Regions from separate parts of the Mus musculus genome. Here regions 1, 2 and 4 are each linked to region 3. The links are chromatin contacts, called in public promoter capture Hi-C maps. All regions are on one chromosome and are shown on one strand. Each heading gives the region's core, a stretch centred on a gene start, on an enhancer-like site or on the middle of the called end of the contact. The rest is flanking DNA. Distances are from core to core; before and after follow the strand shown.

Evidence for each region. Promoter capture Hi-C pulls out the DNA fragments that hold promoters and counts their contacts.
Region 1: a contact with region 3 is called in a promoter capture Hi-C map of 3T3-L1-derived adipocytes, with 2.1 times the contacts expected there. The contact joins the enhancer-like site here to the promoter of Coq8a in region 3. A contact is called at or near these places in 16 of 39 promoter capture datasets (the 3T3-L1 cell line, 3T3-L1-derived adipocytes, the SN4741 cell line and 10 more), 1 of 484 Hi-C or Micro-C datasets (nephron progenitors) and 1 of 9 other capture datasets (adipose tissue).
Region 2: a contact with region 3 is called in a promoter capture Hi-C map of the SN4741 cell line, with 7 times the contacts expected there. The contact joins the promoter of Kif28 here to the promoter of Coq8a in region 3. A contact is called at or near these places in 8 of 39 promoter capture datasets (the 3T3-L1 cell line, 3T3-L1-derived adipocytes, HPC-7-derived erythroid cells and 5 more), 1 of 115 datasets of contacts at active chromatin or transcription factors (pancreatic cancer cells) and 1 of 9 other capture datasets (macrophages).
Region 4: a promoter capture Hi-C map of liver shows a contact between it and region 3, with 2.5 times the contacts expected there. The contact joins the enhancer-like site here to the promoter of Coq8a in region 3. A contact is called at or near these places in 17 of 39 promoter capture datasets (3T3-L1-derived adipocytes, the C10 cell line, the HPC-7 cell line and 11 more), 3 of 115 datasets of contacts at active chromatin or transcription factors (embryonic basal ganglia, embryonic stem cells and neural tube) and 3 of 9 other capture datasets (embryonic stem cells, liver and pancreatic islet).

Annotation. Positions count from the first base shown.
Region 1 is chr1:179,934,259-179,936,958 of GRCm38.p6, reverse strand. No RefSeq gene overlaps it. Among named protein-coding and RNA genes, the nearest start is that of Cdc42bpa, 25 kb to the left of the region's middle. Within about 2 kb of position 1,413, at least 9 of the 459 cell types and tissues checked have an H3K27ac peak or open chromatin away from gene starts, as enhancers often do. A contact at or near this core is called in 3T3-L1-derived adipocytes, where this site is marked.
Region 2 is chr1:179,743,772-179,746,471 of GRCm38.p6, reverse strand. It overlaps Kif28 (kinesin family member 28), which reads left to right and starts at 1,272. Exons shown (of 23, transcript NM_001370897.1): 1 at 1,272-1,355. The coding sequence starts at 1,272. Ahctf1 (AT hook containing transcription factor 1) reads left to right here. Exons shown (of 36, transcript NM_026375.2): 36 at 1-1,568. The coding sequence ends at 139.
Region 3 is chr1:180,194,717-180,197,416 of GRCm38.p6, reverse strand. It overlaps Coq8a (coenzyme Q8A), which reads left to right and starts at 1,397. Exons shown (of 15, transcript NM_023341.3): 1 at 1,397-1,544.
Region 4 is chr1:179,823,360-179,826,059 of GRCm38.p6, reverse strand. No RefSeq gene overlaps it. Among named protein-coding and RNA genes, the nearest start is that of Ahctf1, 21 kb to the right of the region's middle. Within about 2 kb of position 1,304, at least 3 of the 459 cell types and tissues checked have an H3K27ac peak or open chromatin away from gene starts, as enhancers often do. A contact at or near this core is called in liver, where this site is marked.

The DNA.
Region 1 (2,700 bases), core at 164-2,663, 260 kb after region 3:
TGCCTGACATCACTCCTGAGCCTTCCTGCTGATCATTTCCCTACCAGGTTATATCCTCTTCTGCTGCAGACAGACTTCTCCTGGTGGCAAGAAGACTGTCACCCCTTCAAATCCTCTACCCGCACATGGACCTTGTATGCCCCTTGTGGGATTTTGAAGAGGCTTGGCCCAGGGAGTGGTAATATTAGGAGGTGCAACTTTGTTGGAGTAGGTGTGGCTTTGTCGGAGGAAGTGTGTCACTCACTGTGTGGGTGAGCTTTGAGATCCTATGTTCAACTTCTGCCCAGTGCAGAAGACAGCCTCCTTTTGTCTGGCTGAAGAAAAGGAGTCTCTTCTTAGCTGCCTTTGGATCAAGAGGTAGATTTTTCAGCTCTTCCTTCTCTAACATTGTATTTACCTGCACACCACCATGCTCCCCACCATGATGCTGTCATGCTTTCTGCCATGGTGATAATGGACTGATCCTCTGAACCTGTAAGCCAGCTCCAATTAAATGTTGTCCTTTATAAGAGTTGCCTTGGCCATGTGTCTCTTCACATGAAACCCTAATGAAGACACCCCTAGAATCTGAATTGTTCTCTTGGAAAGAAGAAAGCTTTTCCCATCCAATCTCTAAACCAAGATGGACTCCTGGGATGGGAGGTAGCAACCAAAGAAAGGCTGAGAAAGCAAATAGTACCTGCTACAGTAGCCTACTACATAAACCTTTGTCGCTGTTACAATGTGAGAAAGAAACTTAGGGGAGAATAATTTGCCTTGCCCAAATTATTCCTGTCAGTGAAAATTGAAACCCAAAAGTTAAAGGTAATAACATTTAAAACAATATCATGGTCCACATTTGATAAAGGCCTTCCTAGAAAATTTTCGTTTGGGTCTTAAGTCAACATATTTGTGTTAAACTTTCTCCTTTGCAAAAAAAAATATTTTATAAAAATAGTTGGACGTGTCTTCCATAAAACAAGAGTTAAAGAAATCTAATTTTTCCTGTCGAGACAGACGGTTGAGATGTTTTTGGCACTTGTGTCATTCAGAAATGATTGTAACAAACTTCAAGCTTGGCAGGAACGTACTCCCATCAGAGCAAGGGGGAAATCAAGCCAACCTAAAGTTGTGAAGATTTAAGTGACAAGAATAAAAACAAAGTAGAACATTTTGTGGGTTTTTGTAAAAACTATGACTTAATGCTTCCTGACTGAAATGTTTTCAAGCAAGACTTCTACTTAACAAAAGGTAATTTTTGTTATGTGACTTCTTCCTAACCCTGGCGAGGTAGTGGGGAGCACATATCAGTGAAGCATACCAGTTAGGGGTTCACATGATCAAACATAAGCAATTCCAAAGATTTTCATAATAACACTCATGTGTTCTCTCCAGCCATGGTCTGGTCCTCCTATCTTCCCTTTGAACAGTGTCAGAACACTATGATTCATATACTAAGTGCCCTATGTACTAGATCAACATAACAATTGGGAAATCCCATAACCCTGGACTTCCTGGTGATTGTATGTCTACATTGACAATGCTGGTGCTGTGTCGCATAAGTAGGCAGTTTCATTCAAATGAGCATCAGTCTGAGTATGGTTCAGTCTCTTTTTTAATTGGATATTTTATTTATTTACATTTCAAATGTTATCCCCTTTCCCGGTTTCCCCTCCACAACCCCCCTATCCTATCCCCGTCCCCCTGCTTCTATGAGGGTGCTCCCCCACCCACTCACCCCTACCTCGCCACCCTGGCATTCCCATACACTGGGGCAATGAGCCTTCAGAGGACCAAGGACCTCTTCTCCCATTGATGCCAGATAAGGCCATCCTCTCCTACATATGCAGCTGAAACCATAGGTCCCTCGACACGTACTCTTTGGTTGGTGGTTTAGTCCCTGGGAGCTTCAGGGGCATCTGGTTGGTTGATGTTGTTGTTCTTCCTATGGGGTTGCAAACCCCTTCAGCTCCTTCAGTCCTTTCCCTAGCTCCTCTCTATTGGAATCCCTGTGATCAGTTCAATGGTTGGCTATGCGTATCTGCATCTGTTTGGTTCCGTCATTTTCGACCTCACATTGCTTCTTACCTGTCAGGTCCTTGTAATTGTCTACAACAGCCTACAACAAAGGCTTGCTTCAGCACAGCACAGGTTCCAGAATTCAAGCTCTTGTCAACGTTCAAAGAAGAGTCTACATGAAGGGTTTTTTTTTCAATTATTATTACTTTATTCTTAAAATTATTGTTGCCTCTTCTTCAAATTTCTGTCAAAGAATCAAACAGGGCAGGAGGCTATTGCAAAAGCAAAGAAACATTTCTGGGTCTTATGTAAAGGTCACATCGTGGTGAAACATGAGCACTCTATTTTTCTGTGACCTTTTGCAATAAATGTTAAGTTTGAAAATGTAGAAGAGAGGGATTAGATTTGGCTGTCCTTTACTTACAATTCCATTTCAGCAGATAATTGACAAAAATAAGACCAGGAAAGCTTCACTCTTTTCCTTGTGTTAGATACAAAGTGTGTCCACCCATGCTCACATGTGTGCATGTGTATGTGTGCATTGGCTGTATTTAGGTTCTGTCCATCTTGATTTTTGAGACAGGCTGTCTAACTGGCCTGGAATTCTCCCAGAAGGCTAGGCTGGCTGGCCAGTGAGCCCCAGGGATGATTCACCTGTCTCTGCCTCTATAGCGCTGGGATTACATGCACGCTACCATGTCT
Region 2 (2,700 bases), core at 23-2,522, 450 kb after region 3:
TCCCTTGGCGAGTCCAGTGGATGAAATAAAGACCGGCAAGCCAAGAAAAACTGCAGAAATAGCAGGAAAAACTCTTGGAAGGGGCAGAAAGAAGCCATCTTCTTTTCCAAAGCAAATTTTACGCAGGAAAATGCTGTAATTTTTAGCCCAAGATTTTAACACGCACCTGTTTGTAAAAGTCAACAGTATTTGTGTGGATTATTAAAGTCACCAATTTGGATGGAAATACTTTATATAAATTGTACAATTTTGTAAGCAGTAAATGAGTAACTCCACATGGAGTGCAGTTCTTGTAGTGCAGGCGTTTTATACGACTTGATGCGTTTATATCAATGTAAATATGACTTATCATTGGGAGGTTAAATAAACTACTGTAAAGTACACTGTGTGTCTGGTAGATTTTTGAGAGGAGCTTTCTGTTTGAGTTGTAATTTTATATGCTACTGGACATATGTTCATATCCTTTCTTTACAGTTAAGATACTAGAACTGTCTTAAAATGAGGGCGATGAACTATTGATTATTTTTAACATTGCTGTTTTATAATGTATGCACTTTGATGCTGTTCCTCGGATCTCTGGTCAGTACCTGTGCTCATTGGGCTTTGCCTGATACTGTGTTGAATTTGAATTGTGGGCATGTGATTTTGCCTTTTTGTAGTTTTACAAATGTTGTGTAATCTACCTCAAATGAGTAATTTTCCAGTACTGCATCGGTTTCCTAGCTAGCAGTTCTCTTCAGTAACTTAAGGACTATCTTGTCTCTCAGTTCAGAGACTTAATTATCCAGGTTAGATTGACCGGTTTCACTGCTTCCTAGCAACCTCATGGAAGGATTGAAGAAAGAAATAAAACAGTGCACCGACGTGTGCCTGCTGCTGAGAAGAGGAGCCGACAAGGTTTAGACTTCCCATGCTGTGAAAGAGCTTGCGACTTCGTCACAGGAGCCTCTCTAGTATTCAGGTTTTAAACTGGTAACTGCCACAGAACCTCAGGCACAGGTTACAGAGAATGGAAGAGTGTGAGCAGATGTCGGAAAAGAGGAAAGGAACCCTCTTTTCTGCAGCGTGTGTACCGTTGGTAATGGCGCCTGATGGAAGCCATGATGTTCATCAATAAATAAGTGTTGTCAAATAATTTATGACAGGTAATTGATAGTGTGTAATGAATGGACGCTTAATAATTGATACCTAAAAGCAGACTTTGTCAGCTAAGCTTTGGATGTTTTCGTGAGCAGTGTGCTTTGTGTGTTATTTTTCTACCGAGTAGCATCATGGATAATGAGAAAATGGGGAGAGTGCCTGTGCCGAGATCGGACAGTGTGAGAGTGGCCGTCCGGGTGCGGCCGTTCAGCCAGGTCAGTCCATGCTCATTGCCTTGCTGACAATTACTGCCTGATTTTATTAATTTTTTAATAATAGTTTCTGAATTTGTATTTAAGCTGCTTGTCATTTATGAAATATTAAACTTATTTAAATGGATTTGTCAAATGATTCACAAAAGCTCTAAGCATAATTTAGTAAACATTTAATTTCATTCCTTGGTACAAGTAGCACAATAAAAAAAACTGACAAGAGAAATACTGTCAAGTTAATAATTATTTAACCAGTGCAGTTTGCTAAATAGAGATGTGCGGTGTCTGTTTTTACTGCATGTCGGTGTGGGGCAGAGATGTCAGTTGGTAAGTGTGCTTGCCTACCGTGCATGAATCCCTAGGGTAGCTCATCAGCACTCTATGAAATGAGGCACAGAGATGTGTGGAATGCCAGCTTGAGGCGAGGCAACCTACTAGAAGCTCAGTTTTTATCCTTGGCTATGTTGTACATTCAAGGCCAGCTTGCACTACATGAAACACCAAGAAATGTTTATCTTAAAAGTAAGTCTTGCCACATGTGGACACGTCAGTGATCCCAACATAGAAAGCTAAGGTAGCAGAGTCATGTTCCTGACCAGACTTCAGTCACATAATGAGAACGTGCCAGTGTGCACTTACATGTTAGTTTTATGGAAACACTGCTCATGAGATCTCATGCGCAAGGCTGCCTCCTCCCCTTGGCTGTGCCCCATCTACCTAGCATACATGGGCACACTCTGCATACCACTCAAGTCAGAAGAACTGGAACTAAGCTCTTCCACAGGTTCCAGAGAGGATGCTGTTCTGTAAGAAGCTTGCCACAGAGGTAGAGAGCTGTGCTGTGTGTTCCCAGTGGAACCTGCTATCCCCCTTTCCATTATAGCACGCTTGTCTTTGCCCACTGTGACCAGTGAAGTTTTGTTACTCTATGACTGCTAGAAAGTGCTAGAGCTAAAGAGAAGTGTCCAGGCAGCTGGAGAGGGTGCAGTGTGTAAGAGCACTGGCTATTGCAAAAGACTTGGGTTCTATTCTCTCCTTGCCTGAGAGCCCAATTTATGCATCTGCAGGTGGCAGCAAACTTCACTGTCACCCCCTGGTAGGAGGTACAGAGAGCTCCTGGAGCAGGCAATGTCCCAGTGTGAGACTATGCTAATGCCATGTGGCTCGTTCCCATCAGCTCTGTGGTGGGCCCAGTCATCACACTAGGTGTGGAAGGAGAAGCTTTCGATCATGTGAGAGTTCTGCAAATTACATCTTTGCCATACAGGAAATGAGAAGTTTGCACTTTGTACCTTGCAACCCTTGTGCAAGCAAACACACACATACCAGGTCAAGAACTGAAAGGATT
Region 3 (2,700 bases), core at 148-2,647:
AAGAAATAATGGCAGAGCCCATCTCAGTTTTGATCAGACTAGCAATCTGCATGCTTAAAGCCTGTATTTTAAACAGAAAAGCCTTAGCTTTCTATAATGCAGCAAAATACTCAAGATAACCAACTTAGAAATAGGAAAGATTTATTTAGGCCTTGGTCCATTGGGCTGTGACTTTGGGGTCTCTCATGAAGCAGCAAGTCATGGTAGGATGGTGTAGTGGGCAGAGCTGCTCACCTCATGGTAGCTGTTGGCTTCTCATGGGAGCAGAGAAGGCTCCCAGGTCCTAATATTCCCTATAAAGTCACAACCTCAGTGATGTGACTTTCTTTCATCAGGCCATACTTCCTAAATGTTTGACAGCCTCCCTATGCCTACTTCCCTTTGGGACCAAAGTGGTCTTTGAGGAAAAAATATTCAAGATCCGAACTATCGAAGCCTTATTAGATTGATTTTGTGGAGAAGGATGGAAAAAGAAGTGGAGACAGTAAGCATAGAGAATACTTTCAGAGTTTTTGTTTTGTTTTGTTTGAAACATGGTCCAAATCATATCAATCTGTCGAAAAACGGAAAATAAACCATGGGAGAAGCGAGCGATTGTCTTAGGTTCGTTAGAGGGAAGCTGGCCTAGCATTGCTGGGCGAAAGGGCTGAGCTGGCACGGAAGCATCTTGGAAAGGCCCCAAGGCTAGGTATTTTCTCCCATTTGGTACAAAGGTGGCATGGACCTGTCGCAACCCTATCTTTTCTGGGTCAGCAGTCCCTTAGGGATGTTGTGGGTCAATGTTGTGTGTGTTGAGTGCACTCCTCAGGGCTGTTTTTCACCTTGGAAAAGGATTGTTTTTTTATTGGCGCTCATAATAAGCAAGCACAATTAGTCTAAATACAGAGCTGAAGGGTATAGAACTTTGGTGTCAGCGCCATAACACTTCCCTAGGCCAAGTGCTTTTGGAGGAACCCAGGCAGAAGCCTCATCACATGGCAAAAAACCAAACCAAACCAAACCAAACCAAAAAACCAACCCGGGCCTAGTCTAGGTCCTGGGGCGGGGGCCTGGGGGGTTCCTCTGTGGTCCCATCAAAACTTCTGAGGTCTTCCCGGCCCGACCCCTAGGAAGCTGAGCTAGCGTCGGTACCCAGGCGACCCTCACGTGGCTGCCAGGTGAACGCTTGTCAATCTTCAGAACGCAGGCGCAGAACAACTGCAGGCTTTTTTCCCTGCCCGGGAGAAAAGACAGCTAACAGGCAGATTAGGGACCGCGGCCTTCAAGGGCGGCCTCTCATTGGTTGCTTTTATTCCACCCTCAGTCCCTATTGGCTGTGAGCTGCGCACGCGGTAAGCACGCTCCCACTGCGTCCTGTGGCATCGGGGCAGCTAACAAACAGCGGCTCAGCCAATGGGAGGGCTCGGAGGCGGGGCAAGCGGAGCGCGGCGTGCGCACCCGGGCTAGAAGGTAAACAGAAGCGGAGAGTGTGCGGAGCGCTCGCAGCGGGGCGAGCGCGCGGAGGCGTTGCGTTGCGGACGGAGGAGCTACCTTCCTGCAGCCCGGTAAGGCTGTCGCCTGCCGGCCCGCTGCTAACCTCAGCACCCCGGGGTCCCTTCTTATACTTTCAAGTGACAGTGCGGCCTGCGTACGGTGCAGCCCTTTCCCGACCCGGGTCTGGCTCAGCGAGCAGAGGGTTGCTTGTGGCCTCTGCGTCGTCCACGCACGTGGCTGCCTTTCTCCCAATAATGTTCTGAACTCTCAGACCCTCGAACTGTGTGCTCTGGCTGCAGTTTGTGTCAGAACTACAACTTCTAAGCCCGAGCCAGCTGTTGGGTTTCACGGCTGGGGTGAAGTCTGGGAAGAAGTCCCTTCCTTGTTCCTTTTTCTTCGTTTCTTTTTGGTCCGTCCTCTTGTTTTTCCCAGACACTGATGGCCACACTACCAGTTTTGACAGCTCCTGCACTCTCTTGCACAGAAGCTGTCACATAACTCAACCAAGCCACCTTCAGAGTGTGAGGGGACAGAGGGAGAACGCTGTAGGGGCGGGTCTGGGTTCTGGGACCCTTCATTGGCTAGGCAGCCTGAAGGGGCAGAGGCTGTGTGCAGACATCCAATCTGGGTTGGGCTTGCAGCACTGTAGAAAATTGATTTAGGCTCACTTGGACTTGGTGTCTGTGGAACGGGACTCTGGAGCTGGGGTGTGTCAGGCCAACCTTCTTGCCGGAGGATTTGGACTAGTGATCATGACAGACATCCAGTTGTGCTGTGGCTGGCGGCCATGCTGGCAGGGAGGTTGTTGGGAAACATTTGGAGTGAGGAAGGCACTTCTGAGAAGAGGCTAGAGGGGTTTGTTGGCTTACAAGAGCAGTGTCTGTACGACTCCGAGGGTAGCTTTGGATGCTATATTTAGCCTTGTGAATAATGAAGACAGCTGAATTGTGACCACTTGTGGACCAGGTGACACAAAGCAAAAGCGAGGCAGGCAATCTGTGCATTCTCTGAGCTAATGAACCACCTGAGACAGAACTTCCCAACTCCAGACTATTAACATGTTGGACCTAATCTTGTTTACTGTGCCTGCTTATCTTATGCAGGGTGTGTAGCTGAATCCCTGGCTTGTACTACTAGACAAATAGTGACACCCCCACGGCCACCCAATCCCACCAATTGTGACAACTGAAAATGTCCCCTGACATTGCAAAATACCCCCAAGAGCAA
Region 4 (2,700 bases), core at 55-2,554, 370 kb after region 3:
AGAACTTACTATGAAACCCAGTCTGACTTTGTCTTTTGTGTATTTGGGTGTTTTGTCTTCATGTACATCTGCATGTCAGAAGAGGGCACTGGATCCCATGGGACTACAGTTATAGCATGTCATGAAGCTGTCATGAAGTGCTGGGAATTAAACTCAGGACCTCTGGAAGAGCAACCAGGGCTCTTAACTGACAAGCCATCTCTTCAGTCCCCAGGCTGGTTTTGAACTCACAGCAAACCTCCTGCCTTAGCCTGCCTAGAATTAGGATTATAAGAGTATGTTACCAGGCTCAACTCGTATTCTTTTAATCATTTAATAATGAGATATTATATTTATGATTAAATCTACTAAACTTTAAAACATACAGAAACTATGAGATATATTTCAAAAAAATTTTTTTTGAGGAACCTATTGTGACGGATTGTATTTTCCAAAAATGGCTGTTCCTATAGATTTATTGTCTCTCCGTGTTTTTCTTTGTCCTTTTAAAAATTTTTTTCTTTTTGAATTGGCAGTTAAAAGTACTTTTTACAGCTTTTGCACAGTATCCGTATCCAGCACCCACATGGCATTTCACAGTGGCCTGTAACTCCAGTTCCAGGGTTTCTGATGCCCTCTGCAGGCCTCTGTAAGCACTGCATGTACACAATGCACACACACACACACACACACACACACACACTCATACACATGAAAAGTAAGTCTAGAAAGTAAAAAAGAGGACTCAGTGGTGGAGTGTTTACCTAGCATGCCTATCTTTAATACTCAGTGTGGGACCTTAATGGGTTAGGGAGAAAAGGTCAAGGAATCTTCTATCCAGGATACCTCAAAACGTGAGGACAGCAGGAGTTGGTCACCTTCCCCCTCCCAACCTGGTACCCCAAAGCCAGCTCCCCCACCATCAACCCTAGTAAGAATGTATTACCCTGACATTTATCAGACTTCACTTCTGTTTGAGCTTATAAAGTCCACCCTCCTGCACACTTCCTGCCCCGCTCCGCCCCCACCCCCATTCCCTAACCCTACAGCCCCTGAGAATGCAGATGAGCCATCTTCTAACACCCCAGCCCTAACCAATGAATGGTACAGAGCCACACAAACCTTGCCCCAGAGACCCTAGCCACCTTCCCAGGAGCATAAATATCCCCCTCTGTCCCCCAGTAAACTGAACCAGTTCTCCAAAGTTGTTCCTGGGGTTGCGGGACCTGGCTATCCCAAGGGAGAAGCAGACACGGGGCGGGGCAGCAGCTCAGTACTACAAAAAGAGCAAACCCTGTCACATTAAAACGCATGATTGAAAGCTTCTGTTACTCTGACCTTTGTCCCTCAGCTTGCAGTGACATGAGGCTTCGTGATGGTCATGTAACAGCTGTAGTAACAATAAAACCTCTGTCTCAGTGATTGGCAGTCAAGAGATAGAACTTCCTGCCTTAGAAGGTGAAGCAGTGTGGGCTGAACTTGGGTAGAACTGGCATGAAGGCCAGTTTGGACTCTTTCCCTGGGACAGCTGAAAGCACTGCCCACCCTGCCCATGGCTGTAAGCTGCTGGGCAGTGAGAATGGGAGTGTACGCCAAGACATGGGGTTCACTCTCCAGCTGAATAATAGTTCTTAGTGTTCTCAAATCTCTGGGAGAGTCAGTAGAGACTCCTCATGTTAGTGTTAGGTAGATGGTCTGATAAGCAAGGGGCTCTGTCCAGTGGAGGACAAACAAGTCCTTGTCCACAGGAGCAGCTGTTTTAAGGAAGGAAATGGGGATAACTTGACAGTTGATGATACTAAGGGGGACTCCCTCTAAGCTGCCTAGAGCTTTCCCTGAATTTTAGGTTTCTTTGCTTTTATTACTCAGGGTATCCTGTAAGTTTTAGTGTTTGTTATTTGTTTATGGAGTGTCTCATGTGGCCCAGGCTGGCCTTGAACTCTCTATGTAGCTGAGAATTATCTAGATTTCCTGTTGCCTCTACCTCTGGAGTGTTGGATGACAGATATGAGAACCTAGTATACAGGTTGCTGGAGATCAATCCCAGAGCTTTGTGTATGTGGAGCAATTGCTCCACCAACTGAGCTATGTCTCCAAACCTGTTTGTTTTTAAAATAAGGTCTCACATAGCCTAGTACTCGGTTTGGATTTATAGTTTTTCCTACATAGCGCATACCTATCCTGTAGATGGTTTTGTAGTTGTAAGTATTTGCTATGAAAGCAAGAAGACCAGAGTTCAGAGCATGTAAATGTGAGTGCCCGGTGGCTATGGTAGATTGCCTATAAATCTATAAATCCAGCTTTTGAAGGAGATGACAAGGGATCCCCAGAGCAAGCTAGCTGTCGAGATTAGCTCTGTGGGCAAACTCTGGATTTGATTGTGAGACCTTGCCTCCAAAGAATAATGTGGAAGATCAGTCTAGGAAGGTCCCCGTTGCAACTCATGTCTCTATGGGCACATTCCCACACTCATGCAAACATGCATGTTCGCCTCACACCCCACACACAGAGTCACAAGATTTCCTCAAGACCCTTTGCCAAAACAAAGCTGTTTGTCGCAGGCCATTCTGACTTCTTCCCTCCCAGGTACTCCTCCCAACCTTCTTCCTTCTCGGAATCCCTCGTGCTGTGTGGAGAGCTGACTAGACCCTTTCTTCTGCTTACACAGCGCCCGTCTTTTTAACACTGGTGCCAGGGATCCAGACTCAGGACCCCGTGCTT